Linked DNA regions of Hordeum vulgare: all the other regions are linked to region 3. Evidence: chromatin contacts called from public Hi-C data. All regions are on one chromosome and are shown on one strand. The core of a region is the stretch at or near the end of the contact, and the rest is flanking DNA. Distances in the headings are between cores, read along the strand shown. Region 1 holds the start of LOC123425704 (F-box protein SKIP27-like). Region 2 holds the start of LOC123429858 (NDR1/HIN1-like protein 1). Region 3 holds the start of LOC123429857 (proline-rich protein 12-like). Region 4 has its middle 79 kb from the start of LOC123425704.

What was found. A called contact is a pair of places that touch in the nucleus more often than the background predicts.
Region 1: a Hi-C map of leaf shows a contact between it and region 3, with 5 times the contacts expected there. The contact joins the promoter of LOC123425704 here to the promoter of LOC123429857 in region 3. A contact is called at or near these places in 2 of 6 Hi-C or Micro-C datasets (both in leaf).
Region 2: a Hi-C map of leaf shows a contact between it and region 3, with 4 times the contacts expected there. The contact joins the promoter of LOC123429858 here to the promoter of LOC123429857 in region 3. A contact is called at or near these places in 3 of 6 Hi-C or Micro-C datasets (leaf and seedling) and 1 of 1 datasets of contacts at active chromatin or transcription factors (embryo).
Region 4: a Hi-C map of leaf shows a contact between it and region 3, with 2.4 times the contacts expected there. The contact joins the enhancer-like site here to the promoter of LOC123429857 in region 3. A contact is called at or near these places in 2 of 6 Hi-C or Micro-C datasets (leaf and seedling) and 1 of 1 datasets of contacts at active chromatin or transcription factors (embryo).

Annotation. Positions count from the first base shown.
Region 1 is chr2H:167,767,025-167,769,724 of MorexV3_pseudomolecules_assembly, forward strand. It overlaps LOC123425704 (F-box protein SKIP27-like), which reads right to left and starts at 1,411. Exons shown (of 4, transcript XM_045109417.1): 1 at 1,215-1,411; 2 at 401-679; 3 at 235-309; 4 at 1-90. The coding sequence starts at 625.
Region 2 is chr2H:168,381,931-168,384,630 of MorexV3_pseudomolecules_assembly, forward strand. LOC123429858 (NDR1/HIN1-like protein 1) reads right to left here and starts at 1,420. Exons shown (of 1, transcript XM_045113833.1): 1 at 169-1,420. The coding sequence starts at 1,018. The coding sequence ends at 371.
Region 3 is chr2H:168,105,968-168,108,667 of MorexV3_pseudomolecules_assembly, forward strand. LOC123429857 (proline-rich protein 12-like) reads left to right here and starts at 1,412. Exons shown (of 1, transcript XM_045113832.1): 1 at 1,412-2,316. The coding sequence starts at 1,427. The coding sequence ends at 1,987.
Region 4 is chr2H:167,845,754-167,848,453 of MorexV3_pseudomolecules_assembly, forward strand. No RefSeq gene overlaps it. Among protein-coding and RNA genes, the nearest start is that of LOC123425704, 79 kb to the left of the region's middle. Within about 2 kb of position 1,333, at least 3 of the 3 cell types and tissues checked have open chromatin away from gene starts, as enhancers often do. A contact at or near this core is called in leaf and seedling, where this site is marked.

The DNA of each region.
Region 1 (2,700 bases), core at 161-2,660, 340 kb before region 3:
CGCCCCGGGGCCATCGTCTTCTTCCTCGCCGTCAGCGGAGGCCTTGGACGGCGTCGCGAAGGCGAAATGCAGCTCCTTGGCAACCACTGTCTGCGCAGATCAAATTGAGGAGAACAATGTTAGTCTACATACATAGGCAACGAATTTCACTGCAGGTTTTGGGTTTGGCAGAGAGGGGGCAACGAATCTCACTGCAGGTTTTGGATTTGGCAGAGAGGGATCAGAGGTGCTTACTGCTTCGCTGACTGGCTTCGACACAAGGAGGAGCTGCCTCAGGTCGCTGTGGTTCACCTTGCACAGGACTTTGACCTGAAATGTTCCAACAAATTGGGATAAGCAACATATCTAGAACAAGAACCGGTTTCAAAGGGAACACTAGCGAGTTTGGGGCAGTAATTACCAAGACATCTTGAGGCAGCGATTCGAGAAGGCAGATGGTGTCGTCCATGTGGAACCTAATGCTGCGCTGCTTGCGCAGAGTGCGCACCGGGGAGTGCGGGCCTGAGGGGCTCGGAGCCGGAGAAACGGCGACCCTCTTCCTCCCCAGGATCCTTGTGCTGCCGCTGCTTGGGAAGCTCAAGCTCGTGGCAAGAGACCCCTTCGGCATAGTCTGTCCAATTGCCATTTTCCCCTTCGCCTGGTGAACTCTACTGCTGCAGTTGCCTATCTGATATGAGATCTGCACAGGATTATTGAGAAGAACTGGTTAATTCGGCAGCAAATAAATTGAATTCCAGACAGAGGAAAGAAAAATCCCCATCAGAGAAGTATACTTTGCAACAGTAACTCAACTATTAATCGCATTTTTGTTGGAAACGTCTGAAACACCCCAGCAGCCATTTCGATAGGAATCTACAAACCCCCAATTCTAGAGGCTGTGGCCTGTGGGAGCAATAAGCTCCAACAGAAACCTGAAGCATTTTCGGAAGAAAAAAGAAGTCCGTCTTCTCTTCAACGCACTTTCAAAACAGATTCCCCGAGAAACAACATTCCGCGAACTACTTGAACCGCTTGCAGAGCTCGTGAGCAACAATCGGAACAGAGCAAAATCCAGCCCAAAATAAACGATTCCAAATAAACATCACGAATTCGCCGCAATTGGCCGGAGCAGAACAGCAATCCCGACATCGAAAACAGAGAAAGGAAACGAGATCCCACGATCGGGGTCAGGTTGAGAAGAAACAGAGCAGGTGGATGTAATCGATCTCACACACCTTCCTCCCTTGGGTCTCGGCTGAAGCCTTCCTCCTCTTCCTTCCTATCCCTTCACTCCGGAGTCGCGGTACACTTGGTGCCTAATCCGATTGCGCTTGGCTGATGAAGAAACGTCGGCTGAACTCTAAGCAAACCTACCTGCTAAGTAATGGTGTTGGGAGGACCTGACGAGTTGAATGTGGGAACAGCTTGACCTCAACCCCTGGCTGAATTTATACTCGGGAGGGAACCTACCTCGAAAACTCTTCCAGCAGGGGTGTTTCCAGAAAATTGTAGGAACCGCCAGGAATCCAAAGCTGGGGGGTCGTGCTCCGGCAGGAGATCTTTTCGGCTCACGCCCTGGCCGCCAACGCAGCCAGAATGTTTCACTGGAAGGTGGGGTAGCGAGTGAGGTGGTCCACCGGCCGGTGTGCGTGGGGGAGGTGGGCATGGGTGTGGACGGTGGGAATTCGCGGATATAATCTTTTCGAAATCGAGGTGGGTTGGCGCCCGACCGCGTGCGGGGCTTGAACGCGTGGATCGGACGGCGGGGGTGCGGCCTTACGCGTGGCGGATCGGGGTACGTGGCGCGATCGCGTCGATCTGGAAACTAGCCGTTGGAGGGGGTGGGGTTGGTGACGTGGTGGCTGAGATCGGTATTGGCCGCTAGGAAGTCGGCGCAGGTCGGTCGGGGGAGGAGCTACTTTATTAGGGGTTGTTTTTCTCGTTTTGATTGCTTCTAAAATCATATCAGTGGGAAAGTGGATTAGCACGAACCTTCGTGGGCAAGAAAAACACGATTTCCATCCTGCCACTTGCAAGACATTCGGCTTGTTGTTTCCTCGTGATTTGAACTTTTTTATTTACTCACCATGAGCCAATTAACCGCTATGTAATTAGGGCATATCGTTTGCTAACATATTTTACGTTAGGCATATGCTAACTACTCCTTCCGTTTTTAAATATAAGTCTTTGTAGAGATTTTACTAGTGAACTACATACGGATGTATATAGACATACTTTAGAGTGTACATTTAATCATTTTACTTTGTATGTAGACATCTAGTAAAATCGTTTAAAAGACTTATATTTACAAAAGGATGGAGTAATTCTCTCGCAAGAAATGCTAACTAATTAGTTACACATTTTCACTTAAGATACTCTGGTTTAAAGTCCGCCACGTTATCTTCACGGGAATGTATTTTATTCTTTTCAACAGGTAAATAAATCAAAAAAGAATATTGTTACTACAAGCAAAATGCCATTTCCCAATAGTTAAGAAAACCATGGATGTGGATGGTACAGACAATGCATGGCATGCGTGAAGCCCTGACACTAGACGTGCATTGGATTCCTCGGTAGAGCTCACATATAATGTTAGTTTTGTGGCGATGCTACGACCTTCATCTCATTTTTTTCTTCTTAGAATTCAGTTTCATTTTTTATGGGTAGTACATACAAAGGGGTACGACCCCCACAAACTAGTTAGGAGTATTTGTATCAATA
Region 2 (2,700 bases), core at 170-2,669, 280 kb after region 3:
AGCCATGACAGATATAAAGAGGTACAATTGGGTCAAGATGTTATGACCAGTAACTAATTGGACCGCCAGCCTAGACGTATAAGGATTCTTTGAGGAGTTGGGTTGTAGATGTTCTAAGAACGTACATCTACATTTATACTAGTACAAAATAGGAATTGCATCTATGAATTCCAAAATTGAAATGCATACATCAACACAGTTTATTCTCCGATTAACGAGACATACAAAAATTAAGAGCTTTAGACAACTTATATTACTACAATATATAAATAGAAATTGTTTAGAGACACGAAGAGAAGAAGTATCCTGCTACGTAGTAGTTTCTTCCACTTACAGTACGAACATGCGACCGTATGCGCGGTCCATTCTATCACGTGCCGACGGTGCACCCTGTCGGCTGCGTGAATTTCAGTGACGCGACGGCGCCCCCGGTGCCGTTGAGGCCACCCCCGAGCGGCATGCCACCGGGGCCGGCGGCGAGCATGGCGGGGCAGCTGACGAAGAGGTGGTAGCTGCCGGAGACCCAGCTCCCGACCTTCCACTTGACGCGGCCGTCGATCTTGACCAGCAGCGACACGTACCCGGCGGCGATGTCCTGCTTCATGGCCTCGGCGACGTATCCGGCGACGGGCACGGACTCCCCGGACAGCACGGGGGACCAGATGGTGACGTCCCGGTGTCCCTGGTACATGGGCGGCAGGGAGACCGGCACGGTGACGGGCTCATCGCGGTAGGTGACGAAGACGTCGAGGCGCCTGTAGAAGATGCCGACGCGGTCATTGGGGTTGCGGGAGGCAAGCGTGACCTGCGCGGTGGCTGAGAGGGAGGGATCCCCGAGGTTGATGGAGCGGAGCTGCAGGTCCTGCAAGTAGAAGGAAGGCTTGGTGGGGCGGAGCGCAAGGTAGACGACGAGCGCAATGAATGCCACGACGACGACCAGCGCCAGGAGGCACGCGGCGAAGCCGCCGCAGCAGCGCCGGAGGTGGTGCTCGTGTCTGTGGTGCTTCTCCTTGCTCATGGCTCTGCTCTCTGTGCTGTGCTCTGTGTGACTGGTGGCTGGTGGGTGTGCGTGCAGTGGCTCGCTAGCTACTCTCTTCAGTGGGTGTTAATGGCTTTAAAAGTATAGGAAGATGGGGCGTGGAGGCCAGGGAAAGCAACGTCTCAACCGAAGAAGATTCTTCTGCTAATTCGATCGGGGAGTAACTTGCGCCCGCATGCGCGTGCGCTTTGAGATTCTTCCTTTATTCTCCTGTTTGATGCAGCTTGGTGATCATGTAGTGAGTCCCGTTTGATCAAGCACTCGTTAAAACAAAACTTAGCAATGCAGTTGCGTTTGACAAGGCCATGTGTACCACCGCTCGATCGCCTTATCAGGCTATGTTGACATCAATCTTTATTTACGGAACCATAAGGAAGCAGACTAATGGTGGCAGATCTGACTGATTCCCGCCAATATTTTAGCTGAGGTGGCGAGGCTGTCATTGTCAAAGAGAAAATACAGTACGTAGTAAAATTGCGTGCTCTAGAATGACACAGTTAGCAGAAAAAAAATCGAAGTTATGGGCCGCTGCTGCTCGGGTGCTGTTGTCTTCTGGCGGGGATGGGCGTGAATGTAGTACACAACCAGGGTGTGCGGCGCATCATATGAAATCATGCATAGCTGCAATCAAGAGCCCTACACCCACCGCCGCTCTCCAACTCCCGAGTCGATGTCCCCTCTATCCAGCGCGATTTGCTTCATATTTAACGTGAGCAAACCCATGCGAGAGTCACCGGCTTCCACTGAGTACGCAAATATGGATTTAGGTGAAACTTTATGCATATACGAATATTTCACGAACCTTTCTAGCTAAGGGTAGGCGGCATCCGTAGCTGATGGATATGCATATACCACCTACCATTGAACCTTTTCCGTTCTTTAGCTTCGCTTGGCACATGGTCAGAGCCACCGGCATCGAAGCCAGGCTGTGTTTGTAATCAACTTCTGAATTATTTCTGACCCCATTGTAAAGGTTTTATTTTTTTGTTAAGAGCAACCAAAGCCAGATGGTAGTTTGTTGCATTTCCTGCTGTATTGGTTTTTTTATTTTTTGAAACGGAACATGTATTAGTTTTGGTTGTGGCTAGCAGACATACTTTTATGTCCACGTTTGGTCATGAAGGCTTGGTGGGGCGGAGCGCCAGGTAGACGACGAGCCACGCGAAGAAGCCGACACAGCAGCGCCGGAGATGGTGCTTGTGCAGTTTGGCTTATGGCTCTCTCTCTTTTCTCTTTCTTTTTTTTGCTGGTCGTGGCTCTACGCTCTACTCTCTGTTCTTTACTTTGGGTACTGCGGTGTGTAGCTTGCTCTCTTCAGTGAGTGAGCGATCCACGCTATCCAACAGAGCACGTACGTGTTAATGGCTTTAGAAATCACTGGAGATGATAGCTAACGAGTGCAGTACTGCACTGCATGCGTAAAAGTGTTTTTGGTCGGATCTTGGTATGGATGGGGTGGACGCAAGGAAAGCAACGTCTCAACCGACCTTCTGGTAATTCGATCGGCAAGTACTTCGACGGGGAACAACATTATCTGGCTACGCGGTACGGTTTATGCGAAACACCGGTGATTATCTCAAGCCTTCTTGATCATGCACACGAGTGTCAAGATACTTCGGACAATGTGTGTCTCCGAGGAGAGATGCTACATCCACGTAAAT
Region 3 (2,700 bases), core at 162-2,661:
GCTCAGACTACCAAAGTGAAGAAAAAGGGACTGATCTCCCTGGTGCACTTGATCACTTGGGAAATTTGGCGGGAGAGGAACGGGAGGGTCTTTCAACGAGAGCTAATGTCGATGGAAGGCTTCCGGTGCAGGATCACTGAAGAGATTAGGCTTTGAAACTGCGCGGGAGCTGGGATTCCCTTTGGTCCTGGTTGAGACGTTTCCTTCCTCTTAGATCCCCTTTGCTGTTGCTTTTCTTTCTTTCTTTTTTTCGTTCTTCATTTTCGGTTTTCTGTCTCCCCTCCTTTCTTCTCCCCGTGCCAATCCTGCTTGGGGCCGGACCATGTACATTGTTCCCTCTCTGATCAACGAATTTGGCTATGGCCAACATTCAAAAAAAAAAATTGGTAGCACAGTAGTACGGCCCGAGCCTCCTGGCACCGTGCATCCCTGGCGAGTCGTCATCGCCTGTCGACAGTAGACGTGTAGGTGGCCGAAAGGATGTGCCCATATCTGGGCCACCCCTGCTCCTCCCCCGTTGGCAAGACTTCAAGTGGAAGACATGTTGCCCTGCGGCGCAAACAATACAAAAGCTCCACCCCGACACGTTAACATGCGCCGAAGATGCGTGTGGCTCGCGACTGCCCGACGGGCGACGAGCGAGATGGATACGGGAGGATCTGGCAGCACGGGGCATCTGGGCCAAGGCCACTTTTCCGCTCACCAACAGCTTTTCCCCGATGGTTTCGGCAGCGGCCGGTGGAGCTCTCCCTGCCTTCCCGTCGTGGGATTTGCTTCCCGTTTCGTCCCGTCCGGTTGCCTTTTCCTCCCGTTTCGTGTGCAGTGCAGTGCAGTGCAGGTGGGGGTGGCAGCTCTGCGGCTTTGCGTGCATGCTGCAGCCTTCCGCTCGCCCGAGCCGAGCCGTTTGCGCTTGCTGCCGGCCGGTGCCCCGATTCGTGTGGCTCCGTGCTGCCGCCCATCATGTTTCTTACTGCTGACCCAGTCGCACGCCGTTTGACCGGACGCTCCTTTTCCAGCTGCGTCTTCTCTGCAGAATGCAGATACTCCTACTAGTACTGGTCAATTTCCCGAGTATGCTGTCCCAACTTGTGGACGCGGACCCACATGTCATCCCTACATTATCTGCTGATGCTGTACCAATGGTTCCAACCCTACTCACCTTCGTATGCAAACAATCAGTGAAGACATTCTACCATTAATTGGACAGGAGGACAACGAACGAACAATCAGTGGTTTAACACAACATTCTACCGTCCTTCCGGGCGTACCTGCAAAAAAAGATCGGGGTTTTGATTTCGCTGGCTGCAACGAGAATAAAAACCGGAAGCTCTCGCTCGTCTCGTTCGCTTGTCGCTTTAAAAAGGGTGGAGAAACCGACTTGGCGGTGCGTGGCTTGGCTTTAACCACTCCACTCCTCCCGCCTTAAATGGCCTCCCCCTCCCCTGCGCCGCCCCCCGCCGGCGACCAACGGCCACACCACCCCCTCCTCGCCGCGGCCGCGGCCGCCTCCCTGCTCGCCGTCCTCTACCTCCCGCGCCCCCTCCTGCAGCTGCTCCTCTCTCCCGCCCCGCTCTCCTCTGTCCTCCTCCTCGTCTACCTGCTTCGCCTCGGCTCCCCGCCACCTGCCGCGACCCTTCGTCCTCTTCCTCCTCCGCCTCAGGAGAGAGCCCCGGAGGTCACCCAGCCTCCGCCTCCACCTCCTCCGCCGCCGCCGGCAAAGCCCCAGAGCGTGTTCCTGGAGCCCGAGTTCGCGTCGTGGGCGCCCAAAGGCCGCGCGCTGGAGGTGATCCACGAGGAGTTCGAGGCAGAGTGGGGGCCGGAGGAGATGGGCCTGCCCTGGACGTCGGACTCCGACTCGGACAGCTGCAGCGGCAGCGACGACTACGACGACGGCGGCGGCGGCGGCGGCGGGGAGGAGTACGGGATGATCGAGATCGAGCTGGAGGAGGACAACCTCATCGAGATCGACATCTCGAGGTGCCGGTGATGGATTACCCCGACATTCCGACTGGTCCCCCCACCCCCTTGTTTCTCTTGCCTTGGTTTTGACTTCAAGAAAATGCATTTTGCTGATTCGGCGTGTGAATTCGAGTGCCGTTCTTTATTCTATCTAGTACTTAGATGCTGCAATGTACATAGGCTGGTGACTGGTGAGATGAGAAACATACCGAGTGAGGAAGGCTTGCTAATTTTTGGTTCATCTGAGATGATTACGAGTTTAGTTTGATCCTACTGGTACTAGTTTTGTGCCGTGTTCATCACTTGTTACCTCAAGGAATCAACTTGTGAGGCTTGCATCGGTCTTTCTTTATCCAAGCACCTTGAGCTAGTGTTTATGATTAGTACCACTACATGATCGTCTGCTTTTTGTTCTTGTTCTGAGAAGATTGCAATCATGCACCACATTGCGCGGCTGGTGTTTTATATTCGGGTGCAGATTGTGCTCGAGTTTCATGTTACGATGGCTTGGTGATACGTACACTCATACTAGCTGCTTGGATCTGGGGAAGATTAGCAGCTTGGCGACACATGTGTAAAGATCGTGCCGGTGGTTGGTGGTTGGAATGGATCCGTTAAGTTGGCCCAGGAAATTAGGTCGATTTCAGACCACGGGAACATACTCCTACTGTGCCATCCAAGCATGTTCAATTAATACTGACAGTCTACTTTGCTTCCCTTTAATTTAATAAAAAAAATAGC
Region 4 (2,700 bases), core at 83-2,582, 260 kb before region 3:
AGTTGCGAGGAGTCGCACGCAACGGAGCCGTGGAAGGTCGCTAGGTAGGCGCTGCGCGCGGAGTAGGTTCTGCTTGGGGTCCATCTCCACATGAGTTGATCCGGCTGGTCGTGAAGCGTGACGTTTTGGGCGGTGCGCCAGAGCAGCAGGTACTGGAGTATATTGAACATGCAGAAAAATTGGGTTTTCATGTATAGAAAAAAGTACAATACATAAAAAATATTTGACTATACAAAAAATGTTTAATCTATAAGAAAAAAGTAGACATCCGAACATATATCTAAAAATATGTTAATTATGTACTTGAAAAATGTTCAACGCATATAAGAAATTGTAGTCTTGTATTTAAATTTTTTTAATCTGTATAAAGATGTTCCTACTGTATAGAAATATGTAAAATCTTTAAAAATAATGTATTTGAAAATATACAATTCATTTAATAATGTATTAAAAATATATAAATGATTATAAAGTGTTCCATATGTATAAAAAATGTAATGCGTATGAAAATAAAAATAGGTATCATAATATTTATTTTTAGAAATATTAATCATGTATTTGGAAATTTAAATCATGTACTAAAAAATCTGATGTATAGAAAAAACGTAGACTTGTGTTACAAACACAAAGAAAACTAGAAAAGAAAAACAATAGGAGGCCAAGAAAGAAACCAAAGAAAAAACTAAAAATACAAACTGAAAGAAAACATAGAAACCGAAATAAAAATAAAACAACGAAAAAGGATGCAGAATGCAGAAACGTTGCTACAGTCAGAGGCTGCTGGCGAGGGGAGGGTATATGTTGGTCTAAGCTGCTGGCGAGGGGAACTGTCCGGCTGCCCAAGACATATATCGATATTTTTCTTTTGAAAAAATATATATCGATCTCATGTCGGCGGGGCCATGTAGTGCGAGATTAGTATTTAAGAATCACTTTTTGTAAGGTCATTTTTACCATCTCATGTTGTGGCAATTGACGCATTGCATGTGCATTACTTGTCTTAAAAGATTTTTTTCATAGATTTATTTATTTAAAATATTCTATTTTTAATGTATTCAAATTTTGAATCGTTTTTGTTGTTGGATTTATCGCGTAGAAACTTTTAAACTAGGTATCATGTTGATAGGCTTTAATAAAAAAAAAACCATATCTCTCATGAAAAAAGAAAAATACACTTTTTTTTAGGAAGCACTGCTGCTCGTCTCGCGGAAGCAAATCCATCCCTCTCGTCATGCAGTAGGCCGAAGACCGAATTATTGTGCTACGGGCTGATGCGGACCACGGTGCGACCTGTATGAACGCGAAAAAGTAGGCGGACAGCTCAGCGGCCATCCATGCCGATGGACCGAACGAGCTCCCGGGCCCCGGAACGAGCTCCCGAGCTTCCGTGCGCGAGGACAGACTGTCCGCACCTAATTGCACGAGCTTCTTTTTTTTTTTCTCTTGGCTCCCTGTCATGCGCCATTTGTATCTAGTCCATTGTTATGTAGACCATCCGTCCAGTCCATGTTGACTGTTTTAAACACTCGATTTTATTTGGCTCATTCTTAATACTTTTTCCTTTTCGGTTTATAGCGTTTATATTTTAAAAAACCTAATACATTAGGCTTCTTTTGAGTCTAGATGAGTTGAAGTTCTTTCAATCTCACATCATATCCAATTCATAAAAAAAAAAGGCTATGAATGCATTATTTTCTACATGCATCATGCAAGACTAATAAAAATAAAATGCTATATTTACTGTTTGAGAAATCAAATATGTAAAAAATATTTAATTGGTTAGTTAAAACTAATGACATTCATTCATAATTCACTTTGATTGATGAAATTTAGATTTAAGCTCTATAAGCCAAAAAAAAAAAGATGTATATTTTTCACAAAAAGTCCAATGTTGATCCTTGAAATCACCATCATGGGCGTCTTATCTGATTGACTTGTTTGCACTTAAGGGATTATTTGTCTCAAAAACAGGAAAACAGGGAATGCAACATCCAACTTGGAACAGTGCTGACATGTTTTTGCTCCCTGAATATAAACGCTATATACCGAAAAGTCGAGAAATTATTTTGACACGGAGAAAATAGTACCCTTGGAGTATAATAATGCGTTCACTGTGTGTGCGGTATCTCCGAATCTCTCTCCGCTTGCGCTCTGGCGATGCCATCTCGGCTCCTCGGTAGAAGTAATTCATTTCCGTTAACTGTCCTATAAGCTAAACTGATTTGAACTTTGTTTGCCATAGGATAGCACATATCGGCAACCAGACAAGAGGTTAACTTGGCACTGAATTAAAGTGCAGTTTGGCTGGCCGTCCGGCACTCTTGAGTTTCTAGCTCTTGCTTTCAATCTTTTTGCCGGATGCACTCCAACTTCGACATCAGTTCACGTGTGGAGGATACCGCCCATGATACACTGCAGGACCCTTTGATCTACAGCATTTTCACAGCGCCAGCTTATGTTACCCACATAAGAAATATATCTCCAGCCATATATGTCCGAACAAAAAGGGTATACAACCAGGACGAAAAATATTCCAAGGGAATCACACTTTTAATCATCAGGGATGGAATATAATATCATTATCCAAAAAAGTTGCTCTTTTAATAATTTAATACTTCTCTCGTCTCAAAATAAATGTGTCCATTTTATGCTAACTTTCTACATATGCAGTATTAAACAAGGAAAACACTTATTTTCAAC